Regions from separate parts of the Mus musculus genome. Here region 1 is linked to region 2. The links are chromatin contacts, called in public promoter capture Hi-C maps. All regions are on one chromosome and are shown on one strand. The core of a region is the stretch at or near the end of the contact, and the rest is flanking DNA. Distances in the headings are between cores, read along the strand shown. Region 1 holds the start of Fgfbp1 (fibroblast growth factor binding protein 1). Region 2 overlaps Fbxl5 (F-box and leucine-rich repeat protein 5).

Region 1 (6,315 bases), core at 305-2,804, 240 kb before region 2:
TCAGTCTGCCTCCTTCCACAGCACAGCTGTAGTATCAACACTGCCTCTGGATGGTCTACAAAAGAGAGACTTTAGCAGCAGGTGTCTTTTGATTTGCTACACAGGGAGTCAGAAACCTCAGAATTGAAAACTTGGAATGCACATTCTTCTCATAGTTCCAGCATGAGTACCTGTTTACCACACACACTGGATCTCACTGTTTGTTTAGCCTGATCCCCCACTCCCACCCTTGTTTCCTCTGTCACTTGGAAAGGCTTCCATGTTCTTGTCTGACCAATAGGTTGACACTGCTTTAGTGAAGTGACTCAGCATTTTCTTCTGTTCATGAGGTCAATTCCAGAGAGGTGGGTGGGTTGATGGTTAGGATGGCTTAATAGTATTGCTCTTAGCTAAAACTAACCTCGGAGCTCAAACACACCCACTCAAACACTTGCTGTTGGCCTCAGGACAAGCAGTTATGTATGAAAAGCATGTGACTAAAACCAGCTTTGAATATGATATTCTTTCCCACTGACCAACCAGCCTGGATGAGAAAGGTATTCAGTCACCAGCCTTCACTGGTGGTGCAACTAGCAATTCATCAGTTAAATTCATTGTGCTCTTCACTCAGGTCACCAAAAGCCAGGGTGCATTTGTTATTTCAACTCTTGGATAAAGAATTTAAGCAATGACAAATTACCAATCTAATGAGAAACACCAAATTCAAAAAGGACACGCACACAAAGGACACACTCTCATACAAATGCCTGTTTTCCAAGAAAACAGCTTAAGATCTCAATAGGAAATCTAAACAGCTCAGCACCAGGAAAGACTTCAGTGGGCTTCATGCAGGGAGATGCTGTTGTTAAGCGCTGTACTGTGCACAAAGTAGCCACAGTAGGGGTTGGAGACTGAGATTAGAGAGTGTGGACTGTCAATAAATTCGATGCTTGCTGTGGCCAGGATCCCCTACCTAGATGTATCCAGAGTGAGACTCTACCTGCAACACGATGATCTATGAACACTCTCTCTGATGACCTGGAATCAATTATTTTCAAATGAAATTCCATAGTGGAGAGTTATCTCTCCACCACCCCTGGGGCCCACCGATTCACCTGCCTACACAGTAGATCCAGCTGGCTCTCAGCAACCAGGAACTCAGAGTCAGATTTCAGCAACTTCAGTCACTCACTTTCCAAATATTGCCTGAAGCCAGCCAGGTGGGAAGAGATCAGACCACGGACATTAGGAGTCCTGAGTGTAAAACACCAGCTCTGTGAATCCTGACCCCTTTACTATTAAGAGCAAATCTCTCTGTCTATGAAATGGGAAGAGTCGCTGGAGAGAATATGGAAAGGCACTAGAGGAAATGGGCCCTTTCCTCTGTTCTTACAGAAAGATCGCTGCTGGATGGGAAAGGAAGGGCTTCCAAGGAGGAGGGCTTGCAGCAAATGCAACCCCCCCCAGCCATTGGATTCCACCCAGTACCTTCCCTCCAGGACTGGCTCTCCCTGAGGGGTGTGGCTGGGAGGAGCGTGAATAAAGTATGTGAGTTGTAAAAGCCACTTGAGCTCCTGTATAAATAGTACAACCTGCACCCCAGCGTGAGGACTGGAAGCCTGCATTCCCCAGTACACCTGGATCTGCACACTCACAGAAAGGTGAGCCTGGCTCTTTTAAACATTTCGTGTGTGTGTGTGTGTGTACAAATACATACATAAAATCATTATTGTTATTATTAATTAGTATGTATGATTTTAAAGATGGGGGGCTTATATGCCTACAGCAGAGGATAACATGTAAAAAGAAGCTGATTCCCAACTTCCACCTTTACATGGGTTCTGAGCATCGAACTCAGGTCATCATGCCTGCCTGGCAAGTGCCTCCATCCTCAGGGCCCTCCTGCCAGTCCCCTCTTAAGAGTTATTTTATCTACTTCTTAGCCCCTGGACCTCCTTGGGTCCAGACCACATTATGGGAACATGAAAGCTATGTCACCGTGCCAGGAGAAACAGGTCTGTCCCTGGCTCTTTCAGCCTCCAGTCTCAGCCACGCTTTAGTCTAAACTCTCTTGGGGCCTTTTCCTTTTCTTACTTCCACATGGGCAGAAATGAAATTGTGGTGCTTTCCTGGGTTTTTCCTACCTTTCAGACAAAAAGTTCTCAATTTTTTTTTAAAAGCATAGATTTAATGTTTTTAAAAGAACCATCTGGTGATCGTGTTTGGTACCATACCAAATCTTGTGCAGCCCGTTGTTTCTTTTTGCTATTTTCTAAAGAGTTAGAATAAAGGCAGAAAGCAAGAAGTGAGCACTAAGGACTGACAGAAAGGGAGACACACTCTGCCTTTCCAGACCACCGTCTTTGCCCATCAAGGGGCAAACTTGCTTATCTGTCTGAGCCCTAGCTGTCCCAGAGGTTGCCTGAGGGTGTATATTAAGAGGGGTGAGAATCAAATGCTAAGGCACTGCTTAACACCTAGGAGTTGGCAAACAATCACGTGTGCCTCCTCTGCCATTATCTGTAGCTTTATACCTGGTAGAAACTATGTCATTTAATTTGAAAGTCATTTTATTTTTGTTATAGATGTAAAAAAAAAAAAAGGCATTGAATAAATACTCCCTGTATGCCTGGCATTATGCCATTGAACTCAGTCATGATCCTTACTTTCCACCTTGCAGTCTATACGATCTCATCCCTCTCCACCCTGTTTCAAGTTGGCCCCATCAAGGTCAGTGGCCTCCCCCACCTCCCTGCCTTCCTGGGACTCTTCCTCATGACTTTCCCCTTCTCTTCACACAGCCACACCCAGCCCAGTATGTCAAACCCTGTGCATGTTTAACCCTGAGTCAACATATCTTTTTCATGACACTTCTGTGACTCTTACTATATCCTTTCCCAACAGGTGGTCATTGGTACCCACGCAGATGATGGGGTAGAAACCCAACTCTCTCTGGAGCTAGCCAAGGGGCCAGTGGCTGTTTTATTCAACAATTTCTAGAAGGAAAGAGTGGCTTTTCCAAGATGAAAAGGAGGGCTGAGAAGGGAGAGAGTCCCTAGCTGATGCTATTTAAATTTCTCTGATTGTATCTTATGAATTCTCTAAGGTCTGGCTGGGACTTTCTCACTCCATGGGGCAATAACCTTCAGGATGTTGCTTTGTTGTAGGCACTTGGAGCTTGTTGCATGAGTAGATCAAGGGCTGAGAAAGTGAGAAGCTGAGTGAATGGGGAAGAGTCATGAGCTCAGACAGTGGGTAAGAAGAGGAGGTGTAACTTTCTTTAAAGTGGAAATGAGAGTACGCAGGACCACTTGGCAGTCCTTAATGTGGGCCAAGACTGTGGGAGTGGAGGGAGGCAGCCTGAAGTCTCCCCCTGCCACTCATTCGCTTCCCTTTGCCAAACAGGTGTCCACCCAGCTGACGTGATGAGACTCCACAGCCTCATCCTGCTCTCCTTCCTTCTCCTGGCTACTCAGGCGTTCTCAGAAAAGGTCAGAAAGAGAGCCAAGAACGCACCACACAGCACAGCGGAGGAGGGGGTAGAGGGTTCAGCTCCCTCGTTAGGGAAGGCCCAGAATAAGCAGAGAAGCAGGACATCTAAATCTCTGACGCATGGCAAGTTTGTCACCAAAGACCAAGCCACATGCAGATGGGCTGTGACTGAGGAGGAGCAGGGCATCAGCCTGAAGGTCCAGTGCACACAAGCCGATCAGGAGTTTTCTTGTGTTTTTGCTGGTGACCCAACTGACTGCCTTAAACACGACAAAGACCAGATCTACTGGAAACAGGTTGCCCGCACGCTGCGCAAACAGAAAAATATCTGCAGGAACGCCAAGAGTGTCTTGAAGACCAGAGTGTGCAGAAAGAGATTTCCAGAGTCTAACCTCAAGCTGGTGAACCCCAACGCACGTGGAAACACGAAGCCCAGGAAGGAGAAAGCAGAGGTCTCCGCAAGGGAGCACAACAAGGTCCAAGAAGCTGTCTCCACGGAGCCAAACAGGGTCAAAGAAGACATCACACTCAATCCAGCTGCGACCCAGACCATGGCCATTAGAGATCCAGAGTGTCTAGAGGATCCAGATGTGCTCAACCAGAGGAAGACCGCCCTGGAGTTCTGTGGGGAATCTTGGAGCTCCATTTGCACATTCTTCCTCAACATGTTACAGGCGACATCATGCTAATGAAGTCAGAGGGAGCAGCCTGAGACATGTGGTATCAGAGCCCCACTGTCTGCTGGAAACTTCCCGAGTTCCCCACAAGATACATTTCTAATATGGGAACAAAATGAAGTATTTAAACAGATTTTGTAAATTTTGTTTTTGTGTTTTAGAATTTGCTTTTTTTTTTCCACATCCTTGGATATGCTTTTCAGGGACGCTTTACCTCAGCGTATTCTTCCATGGACCACAAACCTAGGTGCATATAAGTAGTGGATCAATGCATGTGATAATATGCAAGCAAGGAATTGTTGGCTGTATTTACCAGGATAATAAAGTTCTGGGCATTCTCAGAAATACCACTGTTTCCTTCTGATACTTCTCATTCTGAAAGAGCACGTGGCTCATTCATGTTTAACAAGCTTCCAGATCTGAGTAGATGAGACACACATGGTTGACTTCAGGGTTTCCCTATCCAAAATTATCTCCTGCGGCCATCCAACCTATATTTTGTTTGTATCCACTGCCCTGTATTATTTGATGTTTAGTGAAATGTAGCTATCATTATCTCTTTTCAGATGGGATGCCCTAGGCATAGTGACTTCTCAAGGTGTCACAGGTGATTAGAGAGAAGGCAGTAATTCCTTAGAACCAGGAATATTTTAAATTAATTTTGTTATTGTCATTATTGTTAGTGTTATTGTATGTAATGGACATAATGTGTGAGGGGGCACGCAGGTCATGGTGTGTGTGTGAGCATTAGATGACATCTTGGAGAGTTGCTTTTATTTTTACATCAATCCCAGAGGTAAAAAAAATCCTATGAACCAAGCTTTTTACCCACTGAACCATTTCACTAACCCTGAGACTCAGAAGTTGCAGCCACTGAGAACACAGGCTTAAGGATACACCTTGATCTCCCCATGGCCATCCGGCATATGTAGAACTGTCCTTACAGAGCCTGTTGGGGACAGAGACCTGGTAAGCATTGTCCTGTGATAACAGCTGTAACAGGAGGTGGGCACTGCAGGAAAAACCAGAGGGATGTGGGTGATGTGGGCTGAGCATCACAGGGAAGCAGTGGTAGATCTGTACTCTGGAGAGAGCATCTTTACTATGAGATGGGGATGCTGGAATGATAGCTCTGGCAGTTCTTCCAGAGGTCCTGGATTTGATCTCTAGCACTCATGTGGCAGCTCATAACTGTGTGTAGCACCAGTCTCAGGGGATCCAACAAACTCTTCTGATATGCAAACATACGTGGAGGTAAAACACCCATACATACAGAACAATAAAATAATATTAACACATTTTTTTTAAAACAGATGAAATGAAGTACAGTAAGACACAGTCAAGCCCCAGAAGCTGAGAGTGGTCGGGTGGCTTGTTGAGACGTAGTCAAGACAACTCCTAGTTGTGTACATGCTAGTAGAAAAGTGATGAAGCTAGTTTGAGTCCAGAGTCGAGGAGAAAGGATTATTCCCAATGCCTTGTTAGGTTTCACCAAGTGGGAAAAGTCATTTAGCAGAAAGCCCACCCTTAGCATTTCTGATAGTGTCAGAGAGGAGCCACAGCTATGATACCAACAGAGTCTTTTGCTGTTTTCATCTTCCCAGGACACATGTTGAGGGATGTAGGAGGCCTCACAGTGACATTAGGAGGATATCTGCACCTTTGTAGGGCTATTAAGGGTTATATGCACTCATCAGTGCTTGTGATAACATGCATAGTGCTTGCAACAAGCTCAAGCCAGACAAAATCCCAGCATAGTGAGGAGAGGTGGGAAGGGAGTCTGAGCCCTAACTAAGGAGCTAGCATCATTTGATAGGTGCAGGGAGAGGGGGAGTTTTCTCTAAGTGTGTGGCCCTTTGTAGGTCAACCACATTCCAGTGAGAGGCCATGCATGGGTGGATGGGGAAGTGAGGTAGATCTGGGAGTAGTTGGGTAGTTAGGTGAGGGGAGTAAATATGATCAAAATAGATTACTATTTCTTAAAGAATTACTAAAAAAAAAAAGTTAAGACAAAAATCAAAACAACAACAACAAAAAAAATCACCACCAACAGAACAACAAACAAACAAAAGCCAAAGCCAAAGATCCTCACTTGCTATGGGCCTGGTTCTGTGCCAAGACTCTCCCATAATTATATCCGTTCCCTCCCAGTCTCATTCATTCAAAT
Region 2 (6,975 bases), core at 3,020-5,519:
ATGAGAAGACAGGGGATCTCAGCTCTTATTCTGTAAGAGTTGACATGTTCCTAACAAAAGCAGCTTGGTAGAGCCTATATTTGCTTTCTCTTGATGACAGTGTAACCAAGCAGTGGAAAAATGAGGCTTTTTTTTTTTTTTTTTAAATCCAGCTGAACATAAAAACAAAATATGTTCATGAATGGAAGTTTTTGTTTATTGTTAAAAATAAAGCCACGGGGGACTGGACAGGTGACTCAGTGGTTAAGTGGATGACTCCATATTGCTATTACAAAGGACCAGAGTTTGGTTCCCAATAGATACATGTGGCAGGTCACAGCTCTATAACTCTGACTCCAGGGGCTCCAGCGCCCTGTTGTGGCCTCTGTGGCCATTGCACTCATGTGTGTATCTGCACGCACATGTCTGTGCAGTCTGAAAGAAAGAGTAAATACAGCTCTTAAACACAAGGCTTCCTAAGGCTTACAGGTGTCATTTTAAGACTAATTAATATGCAATTTTAATGAAGATATTTTATTTTATGTTACATTTAAGTTGCCTATATAATTTTAGTATAGGTTGTGTTTGGAAACAAATTTCATAATGTACTTTGTTTTACGTAATGGATATAAGTGTTTTGGTGGGAAGTATTAAGTTTTAGTTCAGCCTTATTTGCCTACTTACTTTGTACTTAAGTGTTTTTAAACTTATTGGAAAATATTTAGATGAAAAAGTTAAAGTGCTTAAAATCTTTTGTACTTTCTCAATATTATTTTTATTTTAATCTGTTTTGAATATATAATATTAGCATTCCAAAGGAGTTATTTACTCCTGTTGAATGTAAATTTTTTTATTTCTAATTTTCAGTAGAAACTTGGGAGATCTGACTTCTTTTTTTTAAAGGTTTGAAAGCTTTTTACAGTACTTCAAAAAATACAATTCTAAATGTCCTTTCTTAACCTGATAGAGGATGATTTGGAAGAAATAGAATGCTTTAAAGTTTACATAGAATGCATTTTCTAGGAGTCTAGGTAGTTGCTTTTAAAGCAGTACTTAGAGTCAGTGTGTTTTGTAAAAGAATATACAATTTAGATGGTACTGGAATTGTACCCACTGGTGACACCACTGACATAGTTTCTTCAGAAATACTCAGCTTGCACAGAAATGCTTGGTGAGGGTTTAGAAGCCCTCATTTTTATTTCTGAAAGTAGTCTTAATCTAGTACACGGTTACATACAGATTGGAAAGTAACATTTAATTTAAAGTATATTTTGTTAAAAGAAAATGTACATAATTACCACATTGTTAGTAAAAGAACTTAATGCTGATAAACATTACTTGTAGACTAGATAGTAAACAAAAAGAGAGCAGTCTGCCTCCTGAGTACTGGCAGAGACACTGGGAAAGATGTTAGCCATCAGCTGTTCCAGTACTCTGTTGAGCAAGACGCTGTACTAAGCGCCGATGCCAAACACACATTCTGATTCTTCTGAACGAGTCTCCATGATTTTTAAATTGTCCCTTGGTTTGGATATGTGAGGTGTCTTAGCTGTAATATTTACACAAATCTCTGTCACTAATGTAGTTGTTGTCTGGCATAGTTTAGAGCTCTGAAGGACATTTGAACAATGTAGTGAGTAACTTTGCTGTGCTGCTTTGCATTTCAGTTTGTGCATAATTTAGCAGTTAAGGTAGATTAGCTCATAGTTCTGAAGGTGACAGTCTCAGATGATTTGCTCTCTTATGTTTCTAATTTAAGTTAAAAAAGGAATTAAAGGTAAGTGAAGGTAAGTGCAGACATACTCATAGCATGAGCAGTATATACTTACAACCAAGAAAAACATGCCGTTTTATAAATAGAATTAACTTCTTTGTAGCTTTTTTCATCTAAATATAAAAAAGGAGTCTTTGTTTTAACACTTATGCCATTTTACTCTTTAATTTTCTATATTCTTACTATAATTTAGCCTGATACAAAATAATTGTTTGACTCCCTTTTTTCAACAGTGAGGCAGAAATTTGCTAGGAAGAAGTCAGATATGCACAGGGCAGTGTGCTTTGACTTGTGTCATGTGGGAGAATAGCATCCTTGACCAGAGGTGTCAGTGAGCCCTTTACTCTTTCCCTTAAAAACCAGGTGTGCACTTTTCTTTGATGTGTCTGGCTTTGACTGTTTTCCTAAGCCACTGTGTAATTCAGTATAATATTCCTTCTTTATCTTTCTGTCTCTAAGAATAAAGGGCATGTGTGTAGGCAGGGTATATGGAGTTGTGTAGTCCAGCTACTTGGGAAGCTAAGATACAAAGATGAACCTGCACCTTTGCAGCCAGCATGGAAGACAGAAGATCTTGTCTCTTAAAACAGAGACAAACAAAAATGTGTGTGTGTTGTATAAATATAGACATGTATGGCTTTTTATTTGGAAATTCAAATTTTTCATGTTTTCAGTAGTTGCTCAGAATAGAATTATATACTGATAAATGATAGGTACATTTAGCATTAATTAGATTAAGGTTCAAGAGGTGGGTAGAGATGATGTGAGGCAGTGCTTGGGTATTACAGAAAGGTATCAGGTATTTGATGTTGAAGCAGTAATATGTGATGGGTGGAGCCAAGCTTATTAGCAAGGGATGGGTGAGGATTGGTGTGTAGGGAAGCTGGAAATATGTACAAGGAAAACTTGGCTAAAGACTGACAGTGGGAGAAGAATGTTGAAGTTTAGGATTCTGTACCAAGGTATTTCTAACAACTACAAAGATAAATCTTTTAAATTTTAGCTTTATGTCCTATTTTATCCAGAAAATGCTGCTTTATATGGCATTATAAATTTTAAATATTTGGCATATAACAATTTAAAATGGAAGATTTTGATTTTTTTTATTAAATAAAAATTGGCCTGTAGTACTCCAGTTGTATTGGGTACTTTTAAAACCTACAACCATGTATTATCTGTGTCAGCAACCTGAAGTCTGAGCTCAGTCTTTTATTTCATGTCTTGTATGTCGTGCCCATAGCCCTTATTTGAAGCTAATCCCAGACATGTCAGTCTTCACAATCAATTGCAATTCTACACATAAACAAAATCCAATGTTTTTCTTAAAGATAATTTGTCATTTATATACTGAAATATATGAACATTATATTTCAGTGACTGTATCTTAAGAAATTCTTTTTTTTTTTTTTGCATATATGCTCTCTTGGGATAAAAGGAAATGTTGTACTTGTGGTGATACATGTAGTCTAAATTTTAGTTGCAAGTATCCTAATTACTGACTCTGGGTGTTAGCATAGTCACCTTCTGCAACATACTGCAGCTCCTATAAAGCAGTAGGATGCAAATGGGTTCTCAGTTAAGCTGGGAAGCACTGAAGGGCAGTGAGAGGTTAAGTCCATTAGATACGTTCTGTAGTGATGCCTGCTCCATGTCTTCTCATTTTGTTTTGTTCTTGTGTATCAATCACACTTGCAGGCTCTGGTTTCCTGGTGGAAGTGTAAAGAGCTGCTCCTTATTAGTTCAGTGCACCAGCTACATTGAGTCTTCGAAACGCTAGAAACAGCCCTGTAGGCTTGTGTCTCCTTAGGAAAGTCATTCTACTCAGAACATTCTCCAACTTTGTGACATTTTTGTTACTTTTCTAATTTGTAGTTATGTTCCTGAATAAACCTAGACCTTTTATCTAGTATCTGGGTAATATAGTACAGCTGTAAAATTCCAATTATTCCATAAGTGGTTTATTATTGTAAGTGAATCACAGTTTTATGTTTTAGATGTTTAATTAAACACTTGTTTGCATTCAGTTTTGGGACAAATTTTCATCTAAAGCTATCTTTTGTTTTTATTCAGAGGTCTACAAATGATCAGAGTATGGAACATTCATTGAGGATGTGTCTGTATAGTACATTGTTTTAAACTTTGAATATGACATTTATTCTAATTGTTCATTGCTGTATTCTTTAGCTGACACAGTTCAGATAGGTTTTATTTTTTGTCTTAATCATGTTTCTAGGAAGAATGCTCAAAGAAGTCTTGTTTCTGTGGATTGTCTCCTTTTTTCCTTGGGTTTTAAGATTCTTGGGAAATTTTGTTATGTTTCCTGTTCCATGGAGGATATTTTCAGTGGAATCAGACAGCCATTGGCAATTTGTGTCTGAATTTTTAATGCATGTGCTGTAAGATTTTACTTGTGTGATGTCAATGAAGTGCAAGTTAAAAACAGAGTCATAGGCAGAACTGTTTGTGCATGATCTCCAAGAAGTTCCTCCCCTCACGTGTTGTTTGCTTTCATACAGGTCCTCATGCTGACACCGCCAGTGGATGCCAGAATTTGCAGTGTGGTTTTCGAGCCTGCTGCCGCTCTGGCGAATGACCCCTGACTTCTGACCTTTGTCTACTTCATTTAGCTGAGCAGGCTTCCTTTCATGCACTTTACTTATAGCACATTTCTTGTGTTAACAACCCATTTTGGGTGTGTCTTGTTTGGCCCCATTTCTTACAGTCTCAGAAATTTAATTTAGCAGTGAACTGTACAATGTTGTTTACCCTTGCAAAATATATTTTTGTTTTAGAAAAGGTTTAGGATTTTTTGTTAGGGTGAGAACAGTCTTTCTGGTTTCTTTTCAATGAAATGCTTTAAAAAATATCACTAATACCATGCTATTTAAAGTTTTTCTAGATTATTTGCATTTTAGTCAATGGGGGTTATTGGTTCTCTTATGTGTAAACACTGTACCAAGTTTTGCAGATTCTTTCAAATCCACATTTCTGAAGTTTTATTTTCAAAGACTGAACATTTTAGAAAGGAATCTCTTTTCCCCTAACGTTTTCTTTATTTGAACAATTCTGAGGGGCCAATTCAAACACACTTAGAAGCGAGATTCTTTAAGATTATAGGATAAATTGGTCTCTTGGTGCAGCAGTCTGTTGTTTGCTGTAGACACCAGCTTCCACTGCTGTCCCTAAACTGTTGAATTCTAGAAGGATTTTTAAAAATTCCACAATTGTTTGAAGAAATGTATAAATAAAATCTACTTTGAGAACTTTACCAAGCAATATCTTTTGTGTTGTGATTTTATTTAAATCTCAATCTAAGTTTACCAAATGTTTTTGTGTTTTGGGTATCCATGAAATTATGATCCTGACACATTTAACAGTTTTAGATACTAAATATTACTGAGTTAAATTTTCTTTTAAAGTTAATTATAATATTTATCATGTGGAGAAAATAGTGCCCCCTATCTCCTCTCCTTCAAAGCTGTGGGAGGAGGAAGTAACCCTGAGTCAGCTTCTTTGTGGCTTTAAGTGCTTCTGCCTCTCAGGCTAGTGGGCCTGCTCAGTGTCTGAAGGTAAAGCAGGAATTATCTAATGGGAACATGGAGGAATTCTGGAGCATTTTGTACTTCACCTGACAGGAATTAAACACTCTGGTGTATCTACTGGCATTCTCTTTGAAGTAGTACCGTGCTGTCAGGTATTTTCTGTTTGAGGAGTGAATTACTGTTATCATTTGAAAACAAAATTGAACCCGAAAATTTTGGCATAAGGCTGAGCATATGTGAAAGCAGGTAATTTTAAGATTTTGCATTTGTTACCTCTGTGATGAAGTCATCAAGTCTTTTTGGACACTAAAATTAACTTCCTCTAGTAAGTACGAACAGGTAGAAAAACAGTATCTCATTCTCCGTGAGACTGGAAAGAAATCGAGTATAAAGTCAAGTCAAAAGTTTCAACCTTTTGTAAGATCTACTGTAGTTACTGTGTTTTTATCTCTCACAGTATATAATCAACCTTTTTTTTTTTTTGTAAAGTTGGTAGCATGTACCATTTTAGAGAACAAACTGGAAATTACCCAGGAATGAGTCTCATGTAAATGTCTACTTCACTTTCCCATTATCAACTTGAAATTACACTGTTAACAGTGGTCTTGGGTCATCAAGATAAGACAAAAGCCTATCCCTTAGGTAATCAGGAAACAGTGTAGCTTATAAGGAGATTTTTTTTTCCCTGTGGTGTTGGATATTATTTTTAGTAATTTTGAACAGCTGGTTTCCTGAAATTGTAAGTAATGGGAGTTTTTAATGTATATATTTTCTTGTTTTTCATTCTTAATGTAAGGGGAAGGGGTATGACAATATATACTTGGTTTCAATTTACTTGAGATTTTGTGATTGATACTCCTGATACTCTGAAACTCCTTAGTTATTACTTACTTACTAAATTTATATTCCATCTTTGCTACCCTAGACCCAGTTGGAGGTGGGGGCTGGCTGGGGCTGTTCTTTTCTGGCTCTTACATGATTGATACTCTTGTCTTCTACAGCTCTCAAACCTGCATCTTCTTCCTTTCCTGGCAGTGGCTACTCTTCACAACTTCTTCCTGCTGAATTGGGGCAACGAATTTTCTTAAAGGGGTGGGGAGGGGTAAGAAAATTAGAAAAATTGGTAGACGTAAGAAAGCTAGTTTTAGCATCTGTTATCTAGTCTCTGTATGCTTAGAATGCTTGGGGCTTGACTGAAGTTTGGACTGGATCCCTCTGAAAGGCTGGATGGACCAAGTCCGTCAGGAATCAGCAGTTGTTTCTGAAGCTGTTCTGGAAGCAAGTCTCTGGAAATAGCATCAGGAGGCAGGGAGCTAGAACAGTAGGTCATTTTAGTGTCCCTAGGATGAATCTTGCCAAAACTGTATATTCTGAATCTTACAACCAAAATTCTAGTACTGTATGGATTGTGCAAGGTCATTAAGGATGAATATTTGCTCCTTGTTTGAGCAGGTGAAAGACAATTATCCTTTTATGGGTTAATTTGATCAATATCCAATTGTAACAGATCTTCAGTCATGCCATGTGACGGATGGCATGATGAATATTAATGATTCCATAACTAACAAGATTTATTGTCTAGTTTTAGCTGAAGTTTTGGCTAGAGACATTTTTATGTGTGTCTGAGCCCCTTACAGGGCTGTTCCCGTGTGGAGGAATCAACAAATCATGTTACCTGTC

What was found. Promoter capture Hi-C pulls out the DNA fragments that hold promoters and counts their contacts.
Region 1: a promoter capture Hi-C map of pre-B cells shows a contact between it and region 2, with 2.8 times the contacts expected there. The contact joins the promoter of Fgfbp1 here to the enhancer-like site in region 2. A contact is called at or near these places in 2 of 39 promoter capture datasets (the C10 cell line and pre-B cells), 1 of 115 datasets of contacts at active chromatin or transcription factors (large pre-B cells) and 1 of 9 other capture datasets (liver).

What each region holds. Positions count from the first base shown.
Region 1 is chr5:43,977,038-43,983,352 of GRCm38.p6, reverse strand. It overlaps Fgfbp1 (fibroblast growth factor binding protein 1), which reads left to right and starts at 1,554. Exons shown (of 2, transcript NM_008009.4): 1 at 1,554-1,640; 2 at 3,385-4,495. The coding sequence starts at 3,405. The coding sequence ends at 4,160.
Region 2 is chr5:43,742,670-43,749,644 of GRCm38.p6, reverse strand. Fbxl5 (F-box and leucine-rich repeat protein 5) reads left to right here. Exons shown (of 11, transcript NM_001159963.1): 11 at 4,270-5,027. The coding sequence ends at 4,346. Among named protein-coding and RNA genes, the nearest start is that of Fbxl5, 36 kb to the left of the region's middle. Within about 2 kb of position 4,269, at least 2 of the 459 cell types and tissues checked have an H3K27ac peak or open chromatin away from gene starts, as enhancers often do.